Regions from separate parts of the Mus musculus genome. Here region 1 is linked to region 2. A link is a contact called in public HiChIP or PLAC-seq data. All regions are on one chromosome and are shown on one strand. Each heading gives the region's core, a stretch centred on a gene start, on an enhancer-like site or on the middle of the called end of the contact. The rest is flanking DNA. Distances are from core to core; before and after follow the strand shown.

Region 1 (5,950 bases), core at 516-3,015, 110 kb before region 2:
AAAAGGGTGTAATTTCCAAGAGGGACAAAGATTATTCTTCTTGTTCCACTCTAATCTGATCTAGAAATGTCTTTGGTTCAGGTACATCCTGTCCTTGTTTTCTGGGTCACCTCTCTATAACTAGGGCATCTCACTGCTAGGCTCCTTGCTCCAGATGGAATCAAAGCTGTATTTCAGTGGGATTATTATTTGTAAAATGAGGACATGGAATGTGTCACTTGAATGAAGAGGAGATCAATAGTTCAAAACAATTTGGGGAAAAGAAAAAGAACTTAATGTTTGAGTCGATATAAAAGAGATGGGAGACAGGGATAGAGGATGAGTCTAAAACTTGTACAGTTGCAGAAAGCCCATGCAGGTGATCAAAACAGACTCACCCAGAAGAACAGACACTGGACATAAAAAGGAAGGCAATTAGTTCAGTCCAAGGTAAGATCAGTTTGAAAAAAAGAAAAGCCTAGATATGCATGTGGCCATTTCCCACTGAGATGTTATTTTGGGAAAATGTGTTATATCACCTGAGACAGCTTTATTTCCACTTGGAGTCAGAAAAATAAGCTTAGCGGTTACAGGAAGAGAAATAAAGGTCCTGAAAGATGTGCACAAATTGTAGAGGAGAATATCAATTGCAGTTTTTATCACCCCAGATGATGCCTTGGAAATGACAATATTTCTTTATACACCCAGGGGAAAGACTAGGAGACAAAGAGAGGACTTTTTTCTCTTTTCCTATTGCATAAAAACTGATACAACACAAAACTAGTCCTCAGGGCCCCTGATCTACAAGCAACCTCCACTTCCAAACAGCTGCTCAGCCGGAGAAAGGCTTCCAAAAAGACTGCCTAGAATATCTGTGTGCAAGGGTGAGCATCTCCCAAAGTGTCCGTGACTGCTGACAGAGCTGGAGAAAGCCTGGATGCTTTCCAGGGTAAGCTGCTGACAGGATATTTTAAGAAGTTGAAGAGAGGAAAAACTAAAGAATGGATAAAAGTTGGGGCTGAATATAGGTTCAGCTGTGATGATCTGAATGGATACAGGATCAAGAACAGAACTTGAAAGCTCCCTTGGTTTCTTAAAAGGACTTTTGTGAAGTTTCAAATCCTCTGCAGAGAATAAGAGAATAGAATTCATAGAAATAGAAAGACCCAAAACCTAGTATTGATAAGACCACCCCTCTACCTCTCATCAACACAGGCACCAGCTTTAAGTATCTTGAGATAACCAAGATGTTTTGGTCATAGAAACATTTAAGATTTTCATGTGGTTACAAGTTTACAAACAGTGAAATCATATGATTAAGTCTTTATCAGCACTGTGATTTAATTCTAACACATCACCCACATGTCTCTACATACTCCATACATGCAATAAATTTATTTTATATAGTTATAGCAATTTTCAGGTGAACCAGTAACCAAACTTATATATTAATTATGGAAAGTGTTATCATTAACTAATACTAGACCCAGCATTAAAATAAATTCTCCATGCAGATGTTGAACATTCTGTCAAAAGCACACAAAAACCAATAAGAACAGAAAGCTGTGAATGTTCCCATGCTTCTGCTAGCTCTTCTTCCCTATCATATGCATAGAACCATTGTGCAGTATTTGTTATATGTCATTTGTAATGATGGATTTGATATATTATGATTTCTAAAATAAGAATAAAGCTGACTTCTATTCAGTTAGGTATTCAGTTCATGTCACTCTGCAGAGCCACCCAGTGACCCATTTTCTTACATCTCATGATGTCATTGCATATAAACAGCAGGAAGGAAAGAGAAGTATTCTCTAACTTTATAACATGTGTTTGTCAAGTAAGACTTTCTCACTGTGGTTACATAAATGAAAGGCTTGGCCAGATTTAATCCTCAACCCTGGAAAAGCCCCAGAGAGGGTCAACTTTGATGTGACCCCTCTTTTGCAGCCATAAGAACTCTTGGACACAAGGTCGCAAGCCCTGACTGTGGAACACAAGATAAATTACCACCTCCTTGTCCTCAGAGACATACTCTAAGACCTTAGTGTATGCATCAATTCACTACATTAATCAAACCATATGAATGTTGCTTGTCCTGCACACATGTCTATGAATGACAGGGGATTAACCACAATGAGAAAATAGAGCAGTGAAAACAATATACAGTAGGGATTATTGTATCATCAGCTGTTTATTACTAGAATTTTTACATTTAATAATTGTGGTCTGTAGATAATTGAAAACAAAGAAATTAAAACTACGGCTGGTGCTTAGTGGACTTCCTGAGACTAGAAGACCTGAAGGTGTTACTTTGGTTTTTTTAGAAGTTAAGGCTGATGTAGTTGATAAGATCATTATTATAATTTTGGAAATTCTGAGTAACTGAATGAGTAATTTTCAAACTTACAGACACACATTACAAATTTCCCCCCAAAGGTGTTTGGTAAGATAAAACTTTACCAAATATTTTACATATACAATAATTTATAAAATGTTTGAAAAATCAGAACTTTCTTTGCTATCCAGTGCAATAAAAAACAAATAAAATTATACAATTCTCTACTCAATTTTCTTGGCACATTCTTTGTTGTGAAAGAATAAATTATAGTGAATAAAAGAAATTTGAGATTATATGAAAGGAAAGTTCTAAGACATTATTGACAATAGAGATGTAATGCCTATATGACAAAACAGAAGGAGAAATTCTGTTCAAGTTCAAAATGTGTTCAATCATTTTTAAGTTAAAAATATGTGTGTGTGTGTGTGTGTGTGTGTGTGTGTGTGTGTGTGTGTGTACAGGTGTATACATGCCACAGTGTAAATAAGTGGAAGTCAGATAATAACTTTGATGTTACCCCTTGCCTTCCAGTTTGCTTGAGACAGGTCCCTTCATGTCTTCCCTGTCTATACCAGGATGGCTATCCCACAAGCTTCTGGAGACTCTCCTACCGACATATGTTATCTTGTTATAGGAGTGCTGGGATTACAAGTGCAAATGCTACAATGTCTGGTTTTCTATAATTTTGAAATACTTTACGAAGTGAGCCATCTTTCCAACCCAACTTGTTCAAGATTGTTAAGCTGAATTATGAGTAGTGCCAGAAATTCTTTTTTCTAACATTTCTTAGAATACTAAACCAAGATTTCTTTGGTAGCCATGTTCCTCTAGGTCTGTACAGACTAAAATGTTCATGTCTGTTTACACTGAAAAAAAGATTTTATGAAAAACTTGAAAAACATTTTTTGAGGAGTGTCTATGCACATTTCAAGTCTGTGGTATCATACCTAAATTTCTTCTTTCTCTCGCCCTCCCTTTTCACTTAAGATTTTCCCATATGAGAGGAAAAATGAAATTTCCTGAGAAAACAGTTATATTGTGCTGCAAAGGAGAATTAGAGCTTTAGCTTAGAGGGGGAAAATGACAGATCTTTATGGAGTAGAGTAAGGGGTCTCTGTATCTTTTTTGCTTTATGTGGCCATAGGGAAAAGTTACTGAGCTGGGGTGTGTGTGTGTGTGTGTGTGTGTGTGTGTTGGAGGGAGGGAGTATACAATGATAAGAATCATCTTATGAGGTTTTAAAAGGATTTGCAGGTGAAAGTGATGTGAAAAACAATAAGTTCTGCCACTGAATGATTGTCATAGGCTCAGTACCTTCCATAGAAAGACACTTCTGTTCAATTTCCAGTCACATCAAATTCTCATTACAGGCAGCCAAATCCTATTTCTTCATACTTCTTCATTGGGCAGACTGTTATCACAGGCAACAGCTTTACACATTGAGTGTTGCAACACACACTTACATCCCAAATAGCCAGGTCACAAAGAAAATTGTAGAGCTCTTTTTCCCTTGATGAAGGCCAGGATTAGATGTCAAGCTCAAAGGGACCAGGAACAATAAAGTCGGGTGAACAAAGTGCCCTTGGAGCTGAGAAGACATCTTGCTGTTGAGTGACATACCCAGCTCTGACACTCACATAAAATCCTATTTGTGTTTAGAGAACAAAAATGTAGGGTTTAGGGGAGTCCTGGGCTTTTCTTTAATTCAAAATCCTTAAGGAAGAACAGCAAAGATCAGAGGTTATATAAGGGAAAGAAAATAACAAGCAAGAAGAAAGGAAGAGGGACAGAACAGAAGAAATGGCAAAGGAAGGAAGAAAGGAAGGAAGGAGAATAAACAAATGAAGAAGTGAAGGCAAAGAAAGAAGGGAGGAAAAAAGAAAGGAAATGCTTAGACCTGAAAGCCCAAAGGCCTATTTAGTGATTTGCAAACTATTTCACTTCTCATGTTATTTGCAACTACTCTGCATTGCTCCATTTCCTTCTAAGACCCGTTGAGAAAACTAAGAATGTCAATGCATTTGAAGTCCTAGACTGACCACGGAAATCAGAATAAGGAGGTACCAACACTACTGATGAAATTGAGACTCAACATGCGAGCTTTACATCAGAGCACACCCAGTGCCATTAGCAAAGTAGCCTTTTCAGAAAGTAATGTTCAACAAAGGTCCGGTATCAGGCAGGAAGGTGAATGGCACTTTAAAAAGAAAGTGGGTCAAGTGCCATGAGTAAATGGAGACAGGAAACACATTTCTAAGACAAAAAGATGAAAGAGAAAAGTGAATTTCTAGGATATATATGAAGTGCTGTGCTCTTTTTCTAGCAACTTGCCCTCCACTTCATTTGGTGTCTATAGTTTTCCAAGCTTGAGACCATCCTTATGTGACTTAACTCAATACAGACAGTTAACTAAGGACCACATCACTGTCACCATCCATCTTGAACAGATGCTAGGCTGACTCCAGAAGAGGCTAATTGAAGAGAAATCAGATAGGAAAGACAGGAAAGAAGCAAGAAACTTTGGTACTGGAACAGTTTGGAGATTCAATAAAAGAACTGTATACTTATAATGTAAATGAGCATCCAGTCAGTAGTTACATTGGAAACATCAAACTTCCATTCATAAACAACAGGGACTAGATTATAAAAAATAACCATGATACAGTTCTTGTCTCTGGTCAAGAAATGGAATCTTCTCCAGTCTTTAGATATGGACTGGTGTTGAACTTCACCTTAGCTAACAGAAAGTAGCAGACGTAATAATTGTGCCAGTTCTGAGAATAAGCTTCAAAAGAACTTCTCCCAAGCCAGGTTATCTACCACACACCTTTAATCCCAGAACTTGTGAGGGAAAAGTGGGAAGATCTCTGTGAATTTTAGGCCAGGCTGGCTTTTATAGTAAGATCTAAGACAACCAGAGCTATATAGTAAAACCCTGTCTCAAGCCAATAACAGTAACAAAGAATTACTCCTAGTCTCTTCCACAGAATGTTTGCTTTGCATAAGATACCCTTCAAATTTATGAATCATAGACTGGCTATATCTGTTGCTCTACACAACAGTGGCCCTATCTTCAGAAACAGAAGGAGTTATATGAGAGGGCACACTTGAAGCAAAAGAGCCACTCAACTGGTACCAGAACAAAACTACTGCCCCACAGAATTGTGAGCTAAGCAAGTGGCTGTTTCTTCAAAGCATAATTTTTCAGGCTGATTTGCCAGACAAGTGAAGACAACGGATAAGAGCCATAGTGTATTACATGTTTCCTACATTGGCATGCTGACACACATTGGTAACTGCTTTCAGGATACAGAACTCATCATGAGAAATTGTGGCCTGGAGTTGTCATGGGCCTATCAGCAAGTCTCAGAAGTTACCTGAGTGATTTCAGATTTACCTGTGGGTCAGCAGGGTAAGTGGAATGGTATCCTAGACAAGAAGAATGGATACGTCATGACAAAGAGAAGCAAGCAGATACAAGCAGAGAGGGTTCAGGCTTTATATTAGCAGAAATGAAGCTCTAGTCCCAGAATTGAAAGTTTAACAAGAATTACACCATGGAAGATTTTGTATGGCCCCTTGAATACTTTATAAATATATTAAAAGGATAATTATTATTAAAGTTTAGGG
Region 2 (6,018 bases), core at 3,239-5,738:
TACTGTGTGTGTGTGTGTGTGTGTGTGTGTGTGTGTGTGTGTGTGTGTGTGTGTGTGTGTGTTTGATCCTGTTTCTATGAAACACTGTTTCCTTGGTGTCTTCCATTTCACACACACATATATACATATAGATGAAATCTTAGACCTTGTTATGAACACCAGTTGGAAAACTATCATTTCCATAATTACATATTTTCCTGACTCGCTGATTCTATTTAAAGTTCCCAATGGTCAGGATTATCTTTTCTATACTAACAAACAAAGAACAAAGACAGCTTTTGAGAGTCTGAAAACTGGTATTGTGTTACCAACATCTTCTAAACTTCTATCAGAAATACGTTCAGGGGATAGAGAAATTGATTCATGCCAAGAACACTGGCTGCTCTAGCAGTGGACCTGAGTTCAATTCCCAGCACCATCATGATAGCTAATAACCATCTATAACTCCAGAACCAAGGATTCTGATGCCTCTCCTAGCACCAGATGGCACCGGGCAAGTACATGGTACACAGACCTTCATGTAAGAAAAACATCCATCCATACATACATTAACAAATAATAATAATAGTAATTTAAAATGAAATGTGTTGACACTGAAATAACTCAATAAGAATATTGTGATATTATAATAAATCAACACAAAGCTACCCAAATGAAATCAAGCCATAGGAAAGAGGCTTCCACTTACACCGAAGCTTATTTAGGTGAAGCTAAGACTGAGTCTGAGAGACTTGTGAGCTGTCCTACCGACACCCAAGATTTCCTTGGGCTGTCACTCCATGCATTCCATCTGTCATTTATTTTGAACTTTTATAGATTTAGTTTCATTAAATTTTAGTTTATTCACAAAATTATTCATTTATGTTTAAAAAACATTGTCTGAATTAGGGTTTTTATCACTATGATTAGACAGTGTGACCAAATCATGTCATGAAGAAAAGAATTTATTTGGCTTACACTTCCATAGGATACTCCATAATCAAAAAAAGAAAAAAAATCAAGATAGGAACTCCAACAAGGCAGGAACTTAGAAGCAGCAGCTGATGCAGAGGCCATGGGGGGGTACTTCTTACTTGATTGATCCACATGACTTGCTTAGCCTGCTTTCATATACAACATAGGACCATCAGGCCAGGGTGGCAATACCCACAATGGGATGAGCTCTCTCCATCAACCATAAATTAAGAAAATGTTGTACAGGTTTGCTTATAGCCCTATCTTGTGAAGCCATTTTCTCAGTTTAGATTCATATCTCTCAAATGACTCCAACCTGTGTCAAGTTGACATAAAACTAAACACACAAATATCTATTCCTATTAGACATGAGAGTCTCTAAATATATGTGCTTGGTTCTCAAATTGTTAGTAATGATGTCATCTTTAAAGTTATGTAACTACCTGCAGGAAATTTGAACTAATACAGAGACACACAATTGGAAAATGTACAAATTGAAAGACCATGGAACACTTAATCCTAAATGAGGTATCTCTATCAAATCCCTCCCCTTGGGGGTCAGGGAACCATGAGAAAGAGGCAGAATTATTGTAAGAGCCAGTGGAAATGAAAGATGCCAAGGAAGCAGTGTCTCCTAGACACAGGAGGACTAGTGTACATATGAATTCTCAGAGATCATGGTAGCATGCATAACACCTGCACAGACAAATGGGGTCACAGCAATGAGGGGTAAATTAGATGTGACCCCAAACCTGGAACCAGAAGTTATTTCCAATTGACAACCATTCACAAAGGGAAAATCAGTTTTCTCCTATAGAGTCTCACTGTGTAGACAAATCAGCAGTAGATGGCCAGCACAAAAAGAACTCATGGTATTTTGGGAGCAGTTTTTTGTTTTGTTATTATTTTATTTTGTTTTGTTTTGTTTTGATCTTGGTGCTCTTTTGCTTATATATTATGGTTTCAGATTTTGTGCTGCTGTGGTGTGTGTGTGTGTGTGTGTGTGTGTGTGTGTGTGTGTGTGTGTGTGTGTGTTTTACATGTCTGTGTGTTTTACGTATATCTTACTCTTTTTGTTTATTTTATATTATATTTGTTTTGTTTTATTCTGTTTTGTTTGTTTATTTTTATTTCTGCATATTTGTTTTCTAAAGAGAAAAATAAAGAAGACAGTATGGATAGGGTGGTGGGGGAATCTTGGAGGAGATAAGATAAGGGAAACAGTAATCAGAACATATTGTATAAAAAAGTAATTATTTTTAATAAAAAATTCTAAGTTTGGGCAAAATTATTCTTTAAAATTTAGATAAATGATTAAAAGAATTAGAAGAATTTTGTAGTTTCATACACTAATATATTATCATAATTTTCTTTAATTTTCAATATTTTGATTTGTTCTAATTTCTTAGAAAAAAATTTCAAGTTGTTCGTCAAAAGCTTCCATTTCCATATACCCTGACTTCAACCTCCAAAAATTTCTATTTTATGCATAATTTTTGTATTCTTACTTCCTGAATGTTTGTTTTATATAAAATCCAGTTTTCAATTATAGTAGAAATTTAATATCTTGTAACTCAACAGACATAATAGTGTTTCAACTCCAATTTTTTTTAAATTTTACTTCCCTTCAACATGGAAGTAATTTTAGGCCTATTTTCTACAGAAATAAACAAAATGAATTTCAAAACTGAAATTATGTAATTTTTTTTCTTTTTTTTATAGCAGCATTTTTCACATTGTACAAATAAAAGTACTTATTTAAATGTATAATTAGAAGTTTCTAGATATAGCATATATTTGGATTTCCTTTCAATTTCCAAGCTACAACATTTGAGAATAAATATTAGAATCTGATAATAGTTACCCTTAATTTAATGCCATGATCACTCCTGAACTTGATGCTGGCTCCATCTAAAATTAGATGACATCAAAGTAGTCTTTGTGGTATTGATTGAGTGTTTAAGTTCATTTGTTTGGGTTTTGTCTGGTTTTGTTTTATTGCTGAAAATTAAATTCAATGTCTGACTATCACACACCAAGTACACATTATTATCACTGAATTATATACCAGTCCATGGAGCCATTTTCATACAGAAATACTGATATCTAGCTTTGCTGAGCAGAGACAAATATGTCTAAAATAGTTGAATTTGAAGAACTTGCTCAGGGATAATATTTCAGTCTACTTTAAGTACTTCTATGCTGCTGTGGAAGGTTGAACATGCTTGGCCCATGCGAAGTGATACTATTAGGAGGTATGGTCTTCTTGGAGTAGATGGGACCCTGTTGGGGGAAGTACATCACTGAGTTTTTGAGGTGAGTTTTGAGGTTCTATGCTTCAGTTCCATTCAGTATGGAAGAGAGCCTCCTCCTAGCTACCTGCAGAAGAGAATCTCCTTCTGCCTGCCTTCAGATCAAGATGTAGAACTCTCGGCTCCTCTAGCACCATGTCTGCCTGAAAGCTGCCATGCTTTCTGCTATAATAATGGACTGTACCTCTAAAACTGTAAGCCAGTCCCAATTAAATGTCCTTATAAGAGTTGCTTTGGTCATAGTGTCTCTTCAGAGCAATGAAACCTTAACTAAGACAGAAGTGTTGTTTAGAACAGGTTTCCTAACTCCTTCTAGGACTGACCCCTCATCTACACACAAAAAAGATATCAGACCACGCTTAAAGTGGAGCGTGTGGGAGAACAGTACGTGGCCTGCACACTGTCTCCTACTCTATGTGTGAACCTATTTCTATAATTTAGCTAACAAACTTTGAAATATTTCTGATGTCCTATATTGTCAGAAGTGACTGCAAAAAAAATAACCCTCATAAAGTGACACAGTCACTTTAAACCCAAGAAAAAATTTAATAATCCTATCTGAAGCATTAATCTTTGCTAACAGAGACACTTTCTCATAAGTGATAATTCTGTGTTCAAAATTCCATCACAGTGAATAAAAAGTTTCTTCTTTTTAAAAAGATGAGTTAATATCATAGAACAAAGGTAATGAATTTTTCACTCAGTTACATTAAATGGTTGGACATCGATTCTATATCAGCCAGATTTCCTGTTAAGAGGTCAGTATGTAGCAAAGGTGAAAAGATTTTTCTTAAACATATTATTAAGACTAAGGTAAGAGCTTCAGGAAGACAAAAGTAAAATGTACCCCCCCTGTTTTCACAATGAGTCCAGTGAGTGCCATTAAATAATTGAGCATGGGTGGGGTCTGATGCTTACGGTTTATAGTTTATGTGTGTGTGTGTGTGTGTGTGTGTGTGTGTGTGTGTGTGTGTGTGTGTGTGTATGCATATATATATAATTTCTTATGGAATGGTTCAGTTTTATGCAGCCTATCTCATCCCCAGTAGAATGGAAGAAAGTGTACCACTGTTCTTTATATCCATTAGAGGTAATGAGTACTGAAACAGAAAGGGACTTTCTGCTTAGAGATCAAAAAGCTGTTGTTCCAAACCACACAGCTTTAGAGAACACTGGAAACACTCTGGTAGTGAAGAGTTGGCTAGACATGACAGGGACCACGCAGTCTCTGTTTGTTCTGGTAGCACTCATTGTGCCAAAATTTGAGCATAACCATCAGTGTCTGTAGCACTGCCATGTGGAAAACACACATATGCAAACCCTGGCACTCAGTAGTCAGTTGCCATGACTGATCTTGAGAGAAAAAGAGAGTAATACCCCCAAAACCAATGAAGATATCTCAGTAAGAGTGGGTAACACAGGAAGCTCTGTCTATCACAAAGAGGACTCAAGGTGTCACCCGCAATACAGGATGAGTCAAACAGCAAGATAAAGAAGCAAGAAGAGACAAAGCATAGAAACTTGTTGCACAGTAGACACTCTTTTTTAAAAAATAAATCATTTAATCCTTTTTTACAGTCTAGCTGTCATCCCCTTCCCTGTCTACTCTCTGACTGTTCTCTATCCCATTCCATCTTCACAAGGATGCCCTCAATCCCCAGCTCCCCACACCACTATACTTTCCCACTCCCTGGGGCCTCCAGCCTCTTGAGGGTTAGGTGCATCTTCTCTGACTGAGTGGAAACCTGTAAGTCCTCTGCTGTGTATGTGTCAGGGGCCTCATATCAGCAGGTATATGCTGCCAGGTAGGTGGCCCAGTGTCTGAGAGATCTCAAGGGTTCAGGTTAGCTGAGACTGCTGGTCCTTCTACAGGATCACCCTCCTCCTCAGCTTTTTCCAACTTTTCCCTAATTCAACCACAGGGGTCAGTAGCTTCTGCCTGCTGGTTGGGTGCAAATATCTGCATCTGACTCTTTCAACTTCTTATTTGGTCTTTCAGAGGGTGGTCACAATAGGCCACTTTTTGTGAGTTCTCCATAGCCTCAATAATAGTGTCAGGCCTTGGAACCTCTCCTTGAGCTGGATCTCAATTTGGGCCTGTTGCTGGATCTCCTTTACCTCAGGCTCTTCTTCATTTTTGTCCCTGCAGTTCTTTCAGGCAGGAAAAAATATGGGTCAGAGTTTTTGACTGTGGGATGGCAACCTCTGCTGCAGGTGGGCTCTATGAGTTCCCTCTCTGCACTGTAGGGCATTCACTTTAATGTCCCTCCCTTTGAGTCCTGAAAGTCTTCTACCTCCCAGGTCTCTGGTACATTCTCCATCTCCACTCTCCTGAGGTTATCTGTTTCCATTCTTTCTGCTGGCCCTCAGAGCTTCATACCTTAAAAATGTTAACAAGACAAAGAGCGCAAGTGAGGATGCCTCAATCCCACTTGGGAGGAAGAAGAAAGCAATCGCAGAAGGGAAAGGGAGGGACCTGAGTAGGAAAGAGGACATGGAGGGGACGAGAGGAACATGATCAGATATTGGGTGGGTGGTAGCAGACACTCTTGAAATTGAAAGTTACATCATGGATAACTGGAGCTGGAGTTTGGAGTTCTATTGATAGATACTGTGCTGAAACTACTTAGAGATGGCTAGTTTCCAGCAGTAAATCAAGAGAGAACATCTGCTTAGAGAGCTTTAATTACATTGTGTTCTATAGCAAGCAGTGTATACAATGGTAGAGGAATAATATATAATTTAGTAAAAC

Evidence for each region. HiChIP or PLAC-seq counts read pairs in DNA pulled down with a chosen protein or histone mark.
Region 1: a contact with region 2 is called in a CTCF HiChIP or PLAC-seq map of CD8 T cells, with 20 read pairs. The contact joins two enhancer-like sites. A contact is called at or near these places in 2 of 15 datasets of contacts at CTCF or cohesin (CD8 T cells and pro-B cells), 13 of 484 Hi-C or Micro-C datasets (the Ba/F3 cell line, CD4 T cells, CD8 T cells and 7 more) and 5 of 115 datasets of contacts at active chromatin or transcription factors (CD8 T cells, regulatory T cells and thymic regulatory T cells).

What each region holds. Positions count from the first base shown.
Region 1 is chr8:81,607,741-81,613,690 of GRCm38.p6, reverse strand. The region is part of intron 2 of Inpp4b (inositol polyphosphate-4-phosphatase, type II); the gene reads right to left. Among named protein-coding and RNA genes, the nearest start is that of Gm51582, 270 kb to the right of the region's middle. Within about 2 kb of position 1,765, at least 10 of the 459 cell types and tissues checked have an H3K27ac peak or open chromatin away from gene starts, as enhancers often do. A contact at or near this core is called in CD8 T cells, Th1 cells, Th2 cells and 2 more, where this site is marked.
Region 2 is chr8:81,496,406-81,502,423 of GRCm38.p6, reverse strand. The region is part of intron 2 of Inpp4b (inositol polyphosphate-4-phosphatase, type II); the gene reads right to left. Among named protein-coding and RNA genes, the nearest start is that of Gm51582, 160 kb to the right of the region's middle. Within about 2 kb of position 4,488, at least 25 of the 459 cell types and tissues checked have an H3K27ac peak or open chromatin away from gene starts, as enhancers often do. A contact at or near this core is called in CD8 T cells, Th1 cells, Th2 cells and 2 more, where this site is marked.